Linked DNA regions of Gossypium hirsutum: region 1 is linked to region 2. Evidence: chromatin contacts called from public Hi-C data. All regions are on one chromosome and are shown on one strand. The core of a region is the stretch at or near the end of the contact, and the rest is flanking DNA. Distances in the headings are between cores, read along the strand shown.

Region 1 (6,509 bases), core at 3,054-5,553, 130 kb after region 2:
CAAGAAACAACCCAAGAACCCAAAATAAAAAACCTAACCGTGGCCACTTGCACTGACAGCCGCAACCACCCCCTGGCGCTACCTGCTCCACCAGTAACCTCCACCGGCCATACCCTACAAAAATGAAGCAAACACGCAAGGCAGAAGAAAGAAATAGCAAAAAAAATAAAAAATAAAAATGCATGTAAAAGTGGCTATAAAAGCCAAGCCAAATATTGTAAACGATTCGGCAGTTTTAATACATATACTATATTTTCAAACACAAAAACAGTGACTAGAGTAACACCAAATCAGAAGCACAATACCAAATCAGAGGAACTAAGTACCAAAAAATCAAGATTGAAAGCCTAAGGTGATTTATTTTTTTACCGAATCTCTTATCTTTTTCTGTTCTTTTTTTTATTTGCAAATTTATACCTAAATATATATATTATTAAGCAAAAAAAAAAAGAAACTAAAAAAAACACACTAAAAAAGTACATTTTTTCGAATTTCACTGTGGCCGGCAGCGGCGACGGTGGCCTTCCTGGCCGGAGCTAAGGCTTAGTTCAGAGAGAATTCTCTCTTCTCTCTCTTCTTTTTTTTCCCTCATGCTAACAAATGAATTTTTTTTCTTCAAAAACATGACTTTTATAGCCCCTTAAAACGACGTCGTTTTGGGGTTGGCCATTAACACCCAAAACGACGATGTTTTGAGCATACCCGATCCGTCCGACCCGAACCCGCCTCAGGATCCGCGTGTTTTTGCTTAATGGTCTATTTGCATATTAGGCCCTTCCGCTTTTTTCTATGGTCTGCAATCAGGTTTCTATTTATTTTAATTTGGCCCCGAAATTTGTTATGCTCTACAATTTGGTCCCTCGTGTTACATTGCGCTTTGAAGGAAAGGAATAATTTCTGTTTCGGTCCTTTCAGGTTATGCCGTGTTGCATTTTGATCCTTTTCCTTTTATTTTTTTAAATTTGCCCCAAAACTCTGTTTTTAGTTCAATTTTAATCCTTTTTTGTTTATTTTCGTTTCTTTATTAAATATTATTATTATTATTATTATTTCTAATATTATTACTATTATTAATAAAATTAGTGTATATTTTTATTATATATGTATATATATTTATATATTTATATATAATATTATTTTTAATTACTTTATTTTAATATTATTATTATATTATATTTGCTTTTTGTATTTCATTATTATTGCTAGTATTATTATCATTATCATCATTATTAACATATATATATACATGTGTATTTTTCATGTACATATTAGTATTTTCTACTATTATTACAAATATATTATTTCTTTTATTATATTATTAGAACATTATTTTATTATTATTATTTTTTTATTGTGAATATTATTGTTATTTTTATTCTAATATTATATTTTAATATTTTTCATTAATTGTATCATCGTTTGCATTATTTACAAATTCCTATTGCAAATGATATATTTTTTTATGTTTTTAATTAATTTCAATAAATAAGGCAACGTACCGATTTCAACACTAAGTCGCTGATTTCATTGCTCTGTTGGGTGGATATTATTGGCTCGTGTTAAAAAACGAGACGTCCTTCTAAAAAACCAAAAATTTCAAATTCTCGTATTTCAATCGGATCGCGATTAAATATTAAATTAAACTTGTGTTTTTTAGAATTAAGACAACGTGTGTTTAACAAGATACCAATTTTGAGCGTCGCGAGAGTGCTAATACCTTCCTCGTGCGTAACCGACTCCCGAACCTTATTTTTCTATGGATTTTCACGTAGACCCAAATTCAACCTTCATTTTTGTTCAAAAATAAATTTTCTTTTTTTTAAAAAAGAGGATTTATTAGGTGTCCGATCACACCTAGGAAAAAGATCGGTGGCGACTCCTTTTCTCTTTAAAACCGAAATTCCCTTTTCAAATTTTCAAATAATCGCCTCAATTAGCGACCAAAGCGAAATTTTTACGTCGCTAAATATATAATGTTAAAAAGTTTCTATTTTCTCTTTAAAATTAACTAATATTTAATATTTTTTTTACTTTAAATAATTTATCGCAAAGAGTAATCAATTCAATTTTATTTTAAATATTTATTATTTTATTTTTAACTTATATTATTATTAATATAAAATTTTAAAAATTAAATAATCATATTATATTATTTTTTCCAATCATCGTAAAAGGTTATCACAAAATTTTAAAAAATAAATATAATATACTTTAATTAATATATACAACTAAACTCGTGCATTGCACATTGTGTTGGTTTTTAAGTGTAGTTATTTGGCATATTGATAAATTTAGTCCTCAAATTTACATTTTTTGTCAATTTGACTCTTTTTTTAAAATTAAATTTGACCCTTAACCTTTAAAAAAGAGTCAAATAACTTATTTTTAATGAAAATGATGACTAAAACATTATTTTTTAATATTGTTAGCACAATAACATAGCATCTTTTGTTTTATATGTCACGTCAGCAAATAATTCAAAAATTATAAAAAATAAAAAATATATAAAAAATTCATAAAATTTAAAAAAAAATTGACATAGAGTACACGTGGATTGTCATGTAGATTGTCTTCTTTAAAATTTTAACATTTTAGTTAGGATTCTCGTTAAAAAAAACATCATTTTGACTCTTTTTTAAAAGGTTGATGGTCAAATTTTACCCTTTTTAATAGGTTGATTCTCAAATTTAACTAAAAAAAAAAAAGAAAAAGAACCAACCTGACAAATAATGTAAATGTTAAGGGCTGAATTTAACATTATGCCTAGTTATTAAAAAAGTTAAAAATATGCTGTAAGTCATTGTGTTTTTCATATATTCAAATTTTCGGTCCCTTACTTTTATTTCAAGGAATTTAGTCCTCTAGGTTTTGGATTTAAAAATGCAAGTTCAATTATTAATATTGTCAATTTTTCTGCTAAATTCAGTTCCTTAACATCAATCTTTTTATTGCATGGCTACTAAATGAGTGTTTTTTTCTTCAAAATATCATACCAACAAATTTAACAAAAAAATTAATGTTAATAATTGGATATGAATTTTGAAATCTAAAAAAAAAAAATAGAGAAACTAAGTTTCTAGAAATAAAAGTAGAGTGAATTTCAAATATTCGAAGAGTATAAGGACTCAAGGCATATTTTAACCTAAAAAAATCTTAAAATTGGTCCTAAATGTTAGTACATTAAAATTGGATAATTTTTGCAGGTTAAAATATGTCATAAATCTTTGTATTTTTTTGAAAATTTATAATTTAGTAATTATATTTTTATTTTTAGGAATTCAGTTTCTTAATTTTTTAGATTCTAAATTTTAGGTCTAACTATTAATAGTGTTAAAATTATTTTGTTAAATTTAGGTTCATTACAAATGTTAATTTTTTAATTAAGTGGCTATAAGTAAATATTTTTATTTAAAAATGTCACGTCAACAAAGTTAATAAAAAATTATAAGTGTTTAAAGTTAGACTTGAATTTTGAAATAAAAAAAAGTAGAGAAATTAAATTCTTAAAAATAAAAATATAAGGATTAAATTTAAATTTTGTGAATAAATACATAGACTTATAACATATTTTAAATTTTTTTATATTCTTGCTTTTTTTAGAGTTTGATGGAAAAGTTGAAGTAATAAAGTAATTTTTTCACTTAAAATGTGAAATATTATTTTTTATCTTCTTGATCTTTTATATAAATTATTATAAAAAATATAATTAATTATTTATTTGACAAACAAAGGTTGTAAATTTTTTTACCCCTTTTTAATTATTATTATTTTAAGCAATCAAAGGAAATGAATATATACAAAATAAGAAAGGAAACAAATAAATTAAAAAATATTAAAATTGAGATATGTGAGTGTGGAACTCTAGTTATCAGTCTAAGATTTCCTCTCATTTATCCTCATAATTCTAATGAAATAAAAAATTATTATTCTTTAATTCAATTAGTATGAATATTATTGTTAATATAGGAAGACGTGAATTTAAGTATTTTGAAACATATTATCTACTTATATATGAATCGGAGAAGGACTGTAAATAATTTTAAACATCGTTAAAAAAAGAGAGGAAATTTGCAGAATTGGAAAAAAAACCTCTAAAGGGTTGATGTAAAGTTGGAATTTGGAGGAGTGGAAAAATGATATGAATCGGCAAATTGAAAGATACTTCTCATTTAAATATAAAAAGAAAAAGTGAGATTTTCTCAAAATTAGATTTAATTACAACTTATTTCCATAAAACCTACAAATTTAATTTTGTTGAGGTATAGGTTGCCTTGCCTAGTTCATCGCAAACATTAGATGACACGTGTCAAACATCCGTAAAAGGAGGGTCTCCGCACTTCCTTCTGTACGATCTTCTTCTTTAAAATCCGGACCAAGTGCTCTTTTGTCGTAAATCGCCAATCCTCAAAACTCACCTGCACACTAATAAACCCTTAATTTTCTTCTTCATCTACAGGTACTTTTTCTTTTAGTTCTTTGTTTGAATTATTTTTATGTTGAACTGTATGATTTGTTATTTGTTTAGGTTTTTTTCTCTTAAAGTATGGGTAAGTGTTAGTGGGTATTTTTGTTTACTGTTTTTCTTTTTTTAATTAAAATGATTATATTGTTGTTTTTACTTTTTCCTCTATTTCAGTTGTAAAAATCCCATTTTTTGAGGTTGATTTTCTTGGGGGAAAAACAATTCAATCATTTTCAGGGGGAAAACATGGAAGCTTTTGAAAAGCCAACTGAAACCCTTACTGGGGATAAGTCTTTAGACCAAGATGCTAATGAAGGTTCTAAAGCTGGTGGGTTAACGGTTGAAAGATCATGGGAAAATGGTTTTAGGGTTTCTATAAATGGAAAGGGAGGTTCTTGTGTTGATGAAGATGGTGAGGGACTTGAGGATTCTGAATTGAATGGGGTTTCTTCTTTGTTACAAATGAAAGGAAGTGTTAGGAACATTGATGTTAATGGTGGAAGGAGTGATAGCGGTGAAGGGTTCGGCACCCTTTTAGGTGCTGTTGATGAAAGTAAAGAAATTGGTGCTGAAAATGTATTACCAAATGATGACGATGAAATGGCAAAATTGGATGAGAAAGACAATGGTGGGAAGATGATGATGAATAAAATAGATGACTACGATGGTGATGGTGGTAGTGTTAGTGGTGAGTTCTCTGCTGGTTATTTTGTATGGGGTAAGATTAAGAGTCATCCATGGTGGCCGGGGCAGGTCTATAATCCGACTGATGCTTCAGATTATGCGGTGAAAATGCGGCAGAAGGGAAGACTCCTTGTTGCATACTTTGGGGATAGTTCGTTTGCGTGGTGCCTTCCTTCTCAGTTGAGGCCTTTTGAGGAGAATTTTGAGGATATGTCGAAGTTGAGTAGCTCTAAGAACTTTGTCAATGCTGTACGGACTTCTGTTGATGAAATCGGCCGACTTGTTGAGTCGAAGATGACTTGCTCGTGCGTTCCAAAGGAGAATTGTATTGGACTCGACCGACCTTTAGCTGCGAATGCTGGGATAAAGGAAGGAGTTCTTGTGCCTGAAGGTGGAATTGGAAAGGTTTTAGTTGGTCTCTTTGAGCCAAAAGAAGTTCTTGGTAAATTGAAACAAATTTCGCAGGCGGTTTCTATGTGTAATTTGCTTGAATGTGCACTGTTGAAGGGTTGGCTTTCAGCTTTTAATCGATCAATAGGGCGCTTTGGAATGCCAGTGTACTATGAACCCCTGTCCATTCCGGATGTTGAAGAAAATGTTAGAACTCTTGTTGTGGACATGAGTGATTATAGTGAGGCAGTGGGAATCCCAATCACAGGGCCAGTCGAAGAAGATTGGATTTCTTCTTTGTCCCATCCAAAATCTGGCCAAGGCAGTCGGGCTTTGTTGAGGAGTCTGGATATTTCGGAGGATGCCATGTATCACAGGAGGAAGCAGAAAAGCATTGCTGAAATTTTAAAAGGTGATTTAGATGTACAGGCTCATAAGGTCTCAAAGTCCAGCAAACCAGCATCCTCATCTCGGAGAAAAAAGATGAAAGGCAATGATGAAGTTAATGGTGATGGTGGAAGTGATTCGAGTTTCATACCAAGAAAGGGGAAGGGAAATGAGCTTTCAGGATTAAATGCTGAAGTTGATTTCATTGAGGCCAATGAAGGAATGGATAAGGTTTATTCATCAAGGGGAAGAAAAACGAAGATTAAACAAGCAAGCGATAATGACGGTGATAATCGGGGCAAAGAAGATACTGATAACCAACCTGTTTCGATTAAAAGGAAATTGAATGTTGGTTCTGGTATCAGAAGGATTGATGCTGAAACTAAGGACCTATTCGAGAGTGGTTCTTTTACTAGAGAAAGGAAGAAAAGCAAGTACTTATCTCCTCCTTACACAAGTTCAACTGGGAAGCTAAGGAAAACCGAGATAGAAGATGAATCTGTAGAAGTTTCCAGTGACACCCGATTTGGGGAGACAATGAGCAAGGCTACTGACAACCTTGTTACGGGTAAAGGGAATGAAGTCC
Region 2 (7,324 bases), core at 4,366-6,865:
AAATGTTTAGAAAGCAAACTAATTCATAAGCTTCCTTGCTGCATGGCTTCAAATGCAGTTCTTGAATACACATTTTTATGTATTCATTAATCAAAACAGAAACAGAAATGGGTATTTGAGATCAGTAACCATTTAATTGATGAAACCCAAATCAATTGAAAAGAAAAACAAGCAAACAAATTTGTATTTTCATTGCTACTGCATCAGATTCCCGTAAACTAAATTAAAACGAAAAAGAAAAAGATAAGAAGATATTGCTTACATAAAATACGAAGAAATAAAATTTTTATATTTCAAATTTATTTGATCTAACATGACATTAGTTATATTATAACAATATTTTAATTTGACATGTTTATTTTTTTAACTTAATTCAATTTGATTCAACTCGAATTTCAATTCACCCTACTTGATTTGAAAAAATTTAAAACGAATTAAAAAGAATAAAATAAGACTTGTCAATTTAACTATCTCAAAAATCTTTACTCGATTTAATCCAACACTCATCCTTACTTTTCACTGCGTTAAAACACATGCTTGCAAAATTCTCCCCCATAGCTCTCTTGAATAACAACAACAAAGAAAATGATGCTCCTTAGATTCTAAACCATCACAACATAAAACACATTCAGGTTTAACTTGGTATCCCCATGAGATCAATTTATTCTTGTCAATCGATCTTGAATTACAAGCCAAGTAATAAAAACATGCCTTGGTATTGAAAGGTCGCACCAAACAATTCTATGCCAAGAAACTTTACACTAAAAATTCTGGGTATAAAAAATAAATTTATGAGAAAATAACTAAAATTTTAAAGTATGTATCAATGTCACTTTTTAAGGTTTTATTCTTTCTTATCTAAATTTTGGTATGCAAAAGAGTTACTAGAAAATAAAACTTGAAAATACAATAAAACTTAATGACTGTCTACATTTTACACTAACGGAAATAATTCATTGAGCATTGAGTAAATTATAGCAAGAAAATCGATCTTTATAAAGAATTTTTGCAGTAATCTTTTATAGAATAATCTAAAAATAATAGAAGATGGAGGAGAATCAAAAGAAACAAAAGTTTCTATATTTTTAGTGGGTAAAACAAATTAAATTTGACTCTTATTTATAGAAATTCTCATACATCTTCTTACATTTTCAATTATAACTATTAAACATTATAAATATTTTGAAAATATTCCAACAATTTTATGTGCTTTGTACATATTTGAAAATCTTTTAATCAGTGTAATCAAACATCTAAGTCTCAATTAATTTCTTCACACCTAATTATGCCTTGATGTAACTTGATCCTAAAAATTATTCTTACCTTTTAATAACATAAAAATTTGTCCAAGCTACCCAAATAGATCCAGATTGCATCGACATAAATCCCCAAATTTTGCAATATACAGGCTTTATTCTATGTGACTAGATCTTTAATACCAAGTTCCTCTTAGATTTAGGGTGACAAATTCCTTTCCAGCTCACTTTTGCTCCTTTGGCTAACCCTTCCATCCCTTTCCAAAGAAAAGAATTAATGACTTTAGAGGGAAGCAATGATACTCTACAACAAAAATTTTGAAGGTTGATTGTGATAATTGTAGCCTTTCAGCAAATAAAAGGTTTCTAGTGGTCCATTTGCGATTTCTTTGTGCAATCTTTTTTAGTAAAGAATTGCAATCTGTATCCCTCAAGTTTCTTGCAACTAGAGGCAACTTGTATCCCCTTGCCTAACTCCCTTAGCCCCTACAAGACTTCCATTTATAGCTCCATGTTGATGTCGCATGGGATTGTGGAGCTTGGCTGTGTTGCGTGTGACGAAGATGGGCTGATCCTCAGTGGGGTGGTATGCCTTGAGACCAGCTGTTGGGACGCAACGTTGGGGGGGAAGCCCATGCTATTCACCTAGGGCTTGGTTCGCAAGGGATACGGGCCTGTTATTATTGAGTCAGATTATTTCTTCGTTATTTGGGTCACTTTGTTTTTGAGACCCCATAATTGTCTTCATCTTTCAATTCTTTAGCTTTTAGTTCTGTTAGTAGATCGATAAACAAGGTAGCCAGAAGGATTGGGCGCATGGGTTTGCTTTGTGAATATGAGACTTGTTTTGGAGTGGATTACCCCCACGGGATCCAATTGCGGATGTTACTTGAGTTAATGAATTGCCTTATGGCCTTATCTTTCCGGAAAAAATGGTTTAAGTACTGCAACTTCTAAACTTACAAACACCTCAGAAAATCCTAACCCAACTGATAGAATCAAAAGCTTTCCTAAAATCAACTTTTATGCACATCTTGAAGATAGTTTCTTCTTACCATACCCGTTCACCAATTTCTGGGCAAGCTGAACATTGTCTACTAAGCTTCTTCCCTCTATTGTTGTTACATATAATCATAGGTAAACACTTCTTCATTCTATTTGAGAGAATCTTAGTAATGCACTTATAAACTGCAGTGCAGCACGGAATGTCTGAAATCAACTACTTGACTGGGATTTGGGAACTAAACATTAAAAGGCCCTAATATAGCACCAATTTAAAATAGTAATAAAAAAAATCTGAATTTGCACTCACCTCATCAACTCCAACAATGTTCCATGAAGTTTGGAAAAATCTAGTAGTACACCTATATTGGCCGAGGATCTAGCTTGGAAATACCTCATAGTAAACCCATTTGATGGTCAATATTAAAAATGGAAGAAGAAAACTGTTTAGATTTTGATTTATAAATTCGTAATATTTAAAATTATTCCATTAAAAAAATTAAACTATAAAAGAAAAAGAGAAATAAGAGTTTTGGATTGGTGCAAACGGCGCAAACAAAGAAGACCACACATCAACAATTTTTGTAACTTAATGATTCAAAATGAAAACTTTCAAATAATTCAATGACTATATTATAATTTTCTAAAGTTGAATGATCAAAACGTAAACTTATTAATAATTAAATGAGCTTAAATATAATTTAAGTAAAATTTTTATTTTTCAACTACAACAATAATGCTAAAATTCACATTAAAAGTAAGCACTTGATTTGATTAAGCAAGCACTTGATTAAGCAATAATACAATAAATTCCATGCCTCTCTTTAAACATGTATGCTTTAAAATTATAACTTTTATATTACGCTTGGTGGAAGTATTATTTTTTATTTATGTTTTAGTATATGAGTAAATTATAATTTATTTAATTGGTAATATTTAGTTATTTTCGTGATTTATTTTTAGTAAAATGAAAGAAATTTTTTTATTAATTTTAAAAGTGTCTTAATATTTACAAAAAAAAATTACTCATATTTCTAATTTAAAATTTAAAATTATACTAACTATATTTTATTTTATATCTCATAAGTAATATATTACATTAATAACGTAAGAAGGCATTGATGGAACCAAATCTTTATAATTCAGGGTGTGTAGTGAGGGGCAGGCCGGAATCCTACTGTTTCTAATCTTTTAAATTTTTATTTTCTTTTACTTTGAAAAATAGTAAAAATTATAATGGCAAATTTATTTTATCTTCACTCTTCCTTATACAACTTTTGCCTTTGCCTTTGGGGCTGCACTCATGGAGGGAAAGTAGGCATTCCCAACATTTTTTAATTTAATCTCTTTAAAATTATAAAATTTTAAATTAATATAATAATATTATTATACAGACTGGTCCGGGTAGTCGGACCAAAAAATGATCAAGATACTTATCCAAAGAAAGACATTAGGCTAGTTAACTCGAAAATTGGTATGGACTAATTGATTGAGCGGCTGAATTAGTTAAACTAAAGTTTTTAATATTTTTATTAAAAATCTATTTTTTTGACAATTGAATTGAATTAAACTTTATATAAACATGGATATTATAGTATAAATAATAACAACAATGTTATCTTCCAAAATTAAAAATAAAAATCTAAAACATTAACTCTTTTAAATAATATTAAGAAATCTGAATACTATTTGAGACCAAAATTGTAGAACATTATAACCTAAATTGTTGACAAATATATACTATATTAGCATTATACATGTAAACAACTCGGCTCAACTAGATTCGGTTTCTATGAAACCCCTATAAAAGGAAGACATTAGATTGATTGGTCAAACAACTTGGATTGAAATCGGTCGAGGTACCAATTCGAAATAAAAGGTCAGATTAGTTGACTCGTGAATTGATTGGGCCGTTCGAACCGAATTTATCTATTTTTAATAATTTATTTAGTTGAACCTGTCGGATTGATCAAACTGATTGAATTGAGTACTAGTGATCTAATTAATTTCCTTGTCGATTGATTTTAAAAACTTTGAACTTCATTGATGATATATTATAAGCAAAAGAATTCTCATGTTTTTTTAATCAATATTACATTTTGAAATTTCCAAGTTTTAAAATGGATTTTAAAATCTAAAATTTAACTATTAAGAAATTGGACTCTTTTTATTATTATTATTATTTTGTTATCCAAATAAAAAATATAAAATTTCTTGACCCAAATCAAGATTTCCAAACAATTATTTATTGAATCATATGGAAATTCCGACGGTAATTTTGAATCCTAGACAAACTTGGAAGATAGTTGGTAAGATTAAGGGAACTTAGCATATTATATATAAAAGGATAAGAAATTACAATCCTTATCTGGGTCTAAAAACATTAAAGAAGAAAAGACCCAGTTATATTTTGCAATCTGAAGGCTGAAATAGAGGTCTGTCCAGTTCTTGATCACTTCTATTTAGTTTATACGTGATCTTCAGTCATAGAGGTTTTGGATCATCTTTCTTAATACTTTCTTCTTCTGAATTTAGCCCTCCTTTGAGTTGAGCTATCTTCATCACAAAAAAAAAAAAAAAAATTCAGTTAAGTTCATGCCAAAGAACAAATCCAAAACAGAATTTGATTTTAGACTTATTGTTCAAGTACTGCCTTGCCTGGAAATAGTCACGAAAGAAGGCTTTGTTCTCTTTAAGCAACTCTTTCCAAACTGCAAATTAAAGCATCAGCATAAGCTGGTTCAAAACCAATGACAATTTTGGTCCGCGGATTCACATTTAAGAGGTGCCAATCCCCAAATTCGGGATATTTGTAAAGATACCCTTTTACCTGTTAGGCTGATGATTGGTTCAATCTTAGCATACTTAGCCAGTGCTTTGACACAGTCATCTCTGCTCATCTGAAGGAGCAAACACCTCTCAATCATATGTTGAACCTACAAAAACAAAATCAACTCAAAGCTTCAAGAACCTGGAATTTTATACTTTTTACACACAAAAAAGAGGGTCAGAAACACTGTGCAAACAAAGCAGAAGATTCTACGAATCCCAAGATGTTGGAGAGATGGTTACATAATATTGTAAGGTGTTATTACCATTCTAATGTAGTCATGTGGTTGGCAATGCAAACAAGGGAGTGGATGTTTAAGGTACATTTTTTAGAGAGGAAAAAAAAAAAGGCAAAAAAGTATTAGGTTTTGGGATATTTGTGTTAGATATTCAGGTTGATTTTTACGAGGAAACAAAGAAACAGTAAGAGAAAAAGCGGAGGGAAAAAGTGAGGAAAAAAAGGGTTATGTATTATCCATATATAAAGTGAAGGGCCAAAAGAGGTTGAGAAATCTTTTAAGGCATGCTCACCTCATCTTCAAAGTGATAAGACTTCACACTATTTGAATGGCAGGAATAATTAAATTTGAGTTGGGAATTTTTTTATTTTTTACTTCTTGACGTGAATCCATACCAACACTCATAAATCCTCTTGATATTTAACCAGTCACCTACTATTTCATTTATATATATATATATGTTCACAACACTCTTCCTATAAAATTTTAAATGATTTATATTTTTATAATTTCATCATTATATTTCTTATTTTTTTAGATAAAAGTAACATAAAGACTCCTATTTTAGGGGTCAAATTATATCTTACTTTTTTTACTAAGAGTTTTAGTATGATCGACTTACCATGATTGAAAAGACATAGTTTGAACACAAGACCAAGTATTAAAGATCTCTACTTATTTTATGTCTTATCAAGGACAAATCGGTAAGCAATTTTAATAGTCATACTAGCTGTAACAGCCCGTTTTCAGTGAAACTGAAATAGGGGTTTCGAGATTACAAATTCGAGTCCCCAAAAAATTTATTTTACTATTATTTTATGGTCTATCGTTTGATAGGAATATTGTATAAAAATTTCGTTAAGAAAATTTTACTAATTACATGTTTAATTGATAAAAGGACCAAATTGTATAACATGTAAAAGTTGAATTCTAGTAGCTAAAAGGATCAAATAGCTATGGAATTCAAAATTTGAGGTCCTTACATGGCATATAGACCATTAAGAGGAGTTAGTAGATAAGTATTGATCGCAGTGATTCGTAACAAGTAATAAATTTTTATAATGAAGATCAAACCTAGACTAACTATTATCACGACGAAAAGGCAAGCGCACCTATCGAACAATAGTATAGTAATGGCAAGATAGGGATGTCGTACCCAAGGGAACCAAAAGTACTAGTAATAACTATCTTTTTATTATCTAGCCTAAGAATAAAAGGGTTTGTTTATTAAACTAATTATCTAAACTAATTAACTAATTTAATCAAAGTAAAGAGAAAGTTTGGAAAAAGACTTGAAGAAAAGCAATTGATAAAGACGACACCCAAGGAGGAATCCACCTAGATTTCACTTGTTACTTGACTCTGAACTGGACTATTTATTCACTTGACTTGATCCGTAAGACTCCCTAACCTATGTTATTATCCCTATTCAAGACTAATAACGTCTAACCCCTAGATTGGATAACCGAGACTTTTCTCTAATTAACACTCTAGGGTTGCATTAGCTCGATCTATGGACTCCCATATTAGGTTTTACCCTAATCCGGTAAAATCCCGTAACCCTATTTCTAGGCGCCCGATCAACTCTGCTTAATTATGCCAAATCTACTCTTAGGCAGGGTTTATTCATCCTCTGCATAAGCACATCAAATCATGAATTAATACCCGGAATATTAACTCAAGCATTAAGAACACATAATTAAGAACAAATCAAGTATTTATCATACAATTTAGATAATAATAACAAGATCCATCATAGGTTTTATCCCCCTTAGGTATCTAAGGGGTTTAGTTCATAATAAAATAAGAATACATCTCAAAAGTATAAAAATAACAAAACATAAAGAAAACTCTAAAACCCCTGAAGGAATTCTGAGAGAGATCTTCAGTCTTGGAGTAACTCCGGCTTTTGAGATGGATCGTCTGGCTTCCTTCAAGTAATTCCCGGCGTGTGGTTCTATGTTCCAGAAAAGTTCTAGAGAGAGAAGCCCCTTTTTT

What was found. Hi-C and Micro-C count contacts between places; a contact is called where the count stands out from the background.
Region 1: a contact with region 2 is called in a Hi-C map of leaf, with 3 times the contacts expected there. The contact joins the promoter of LOC107959855 here to the promoter of LOC107961468 in region 2. A contact is called at or near these places in 2 of 34 Hi-C or Micro-C datasets (both in leaf).

What each region holds. Positions count from the first base shown.
Region 1 is chrA05:99,231,255-99,237,763 of Gossypium_hirsutum_v2.1, forward strand. It overlaps LOC107959855, which reads left to right and starts at 4,304. Exons shown (of 2, transcript XM_016896018.2): 1 at 4,304-4,456; 2 at 4,637-6,509. The coding sequence starts at 4,709.
Region 2 is chrA05:99,100,518-99,107,841 of Gossypium_hirsutum_v2.1, forward strand. LOC107961468 reads right to left here and starts at 5,616. Exons shown (of 4, transcript XM_016897593.2): 1 at 5,354-5,616; 2 at 5,089-5,194; 3 at 4,917-4,969; 4 at 4,569-4,814. The coding sequence starts at 5,413. The coding sequence ends at 4,743. It also overlaps the pseudogene LOC107960978.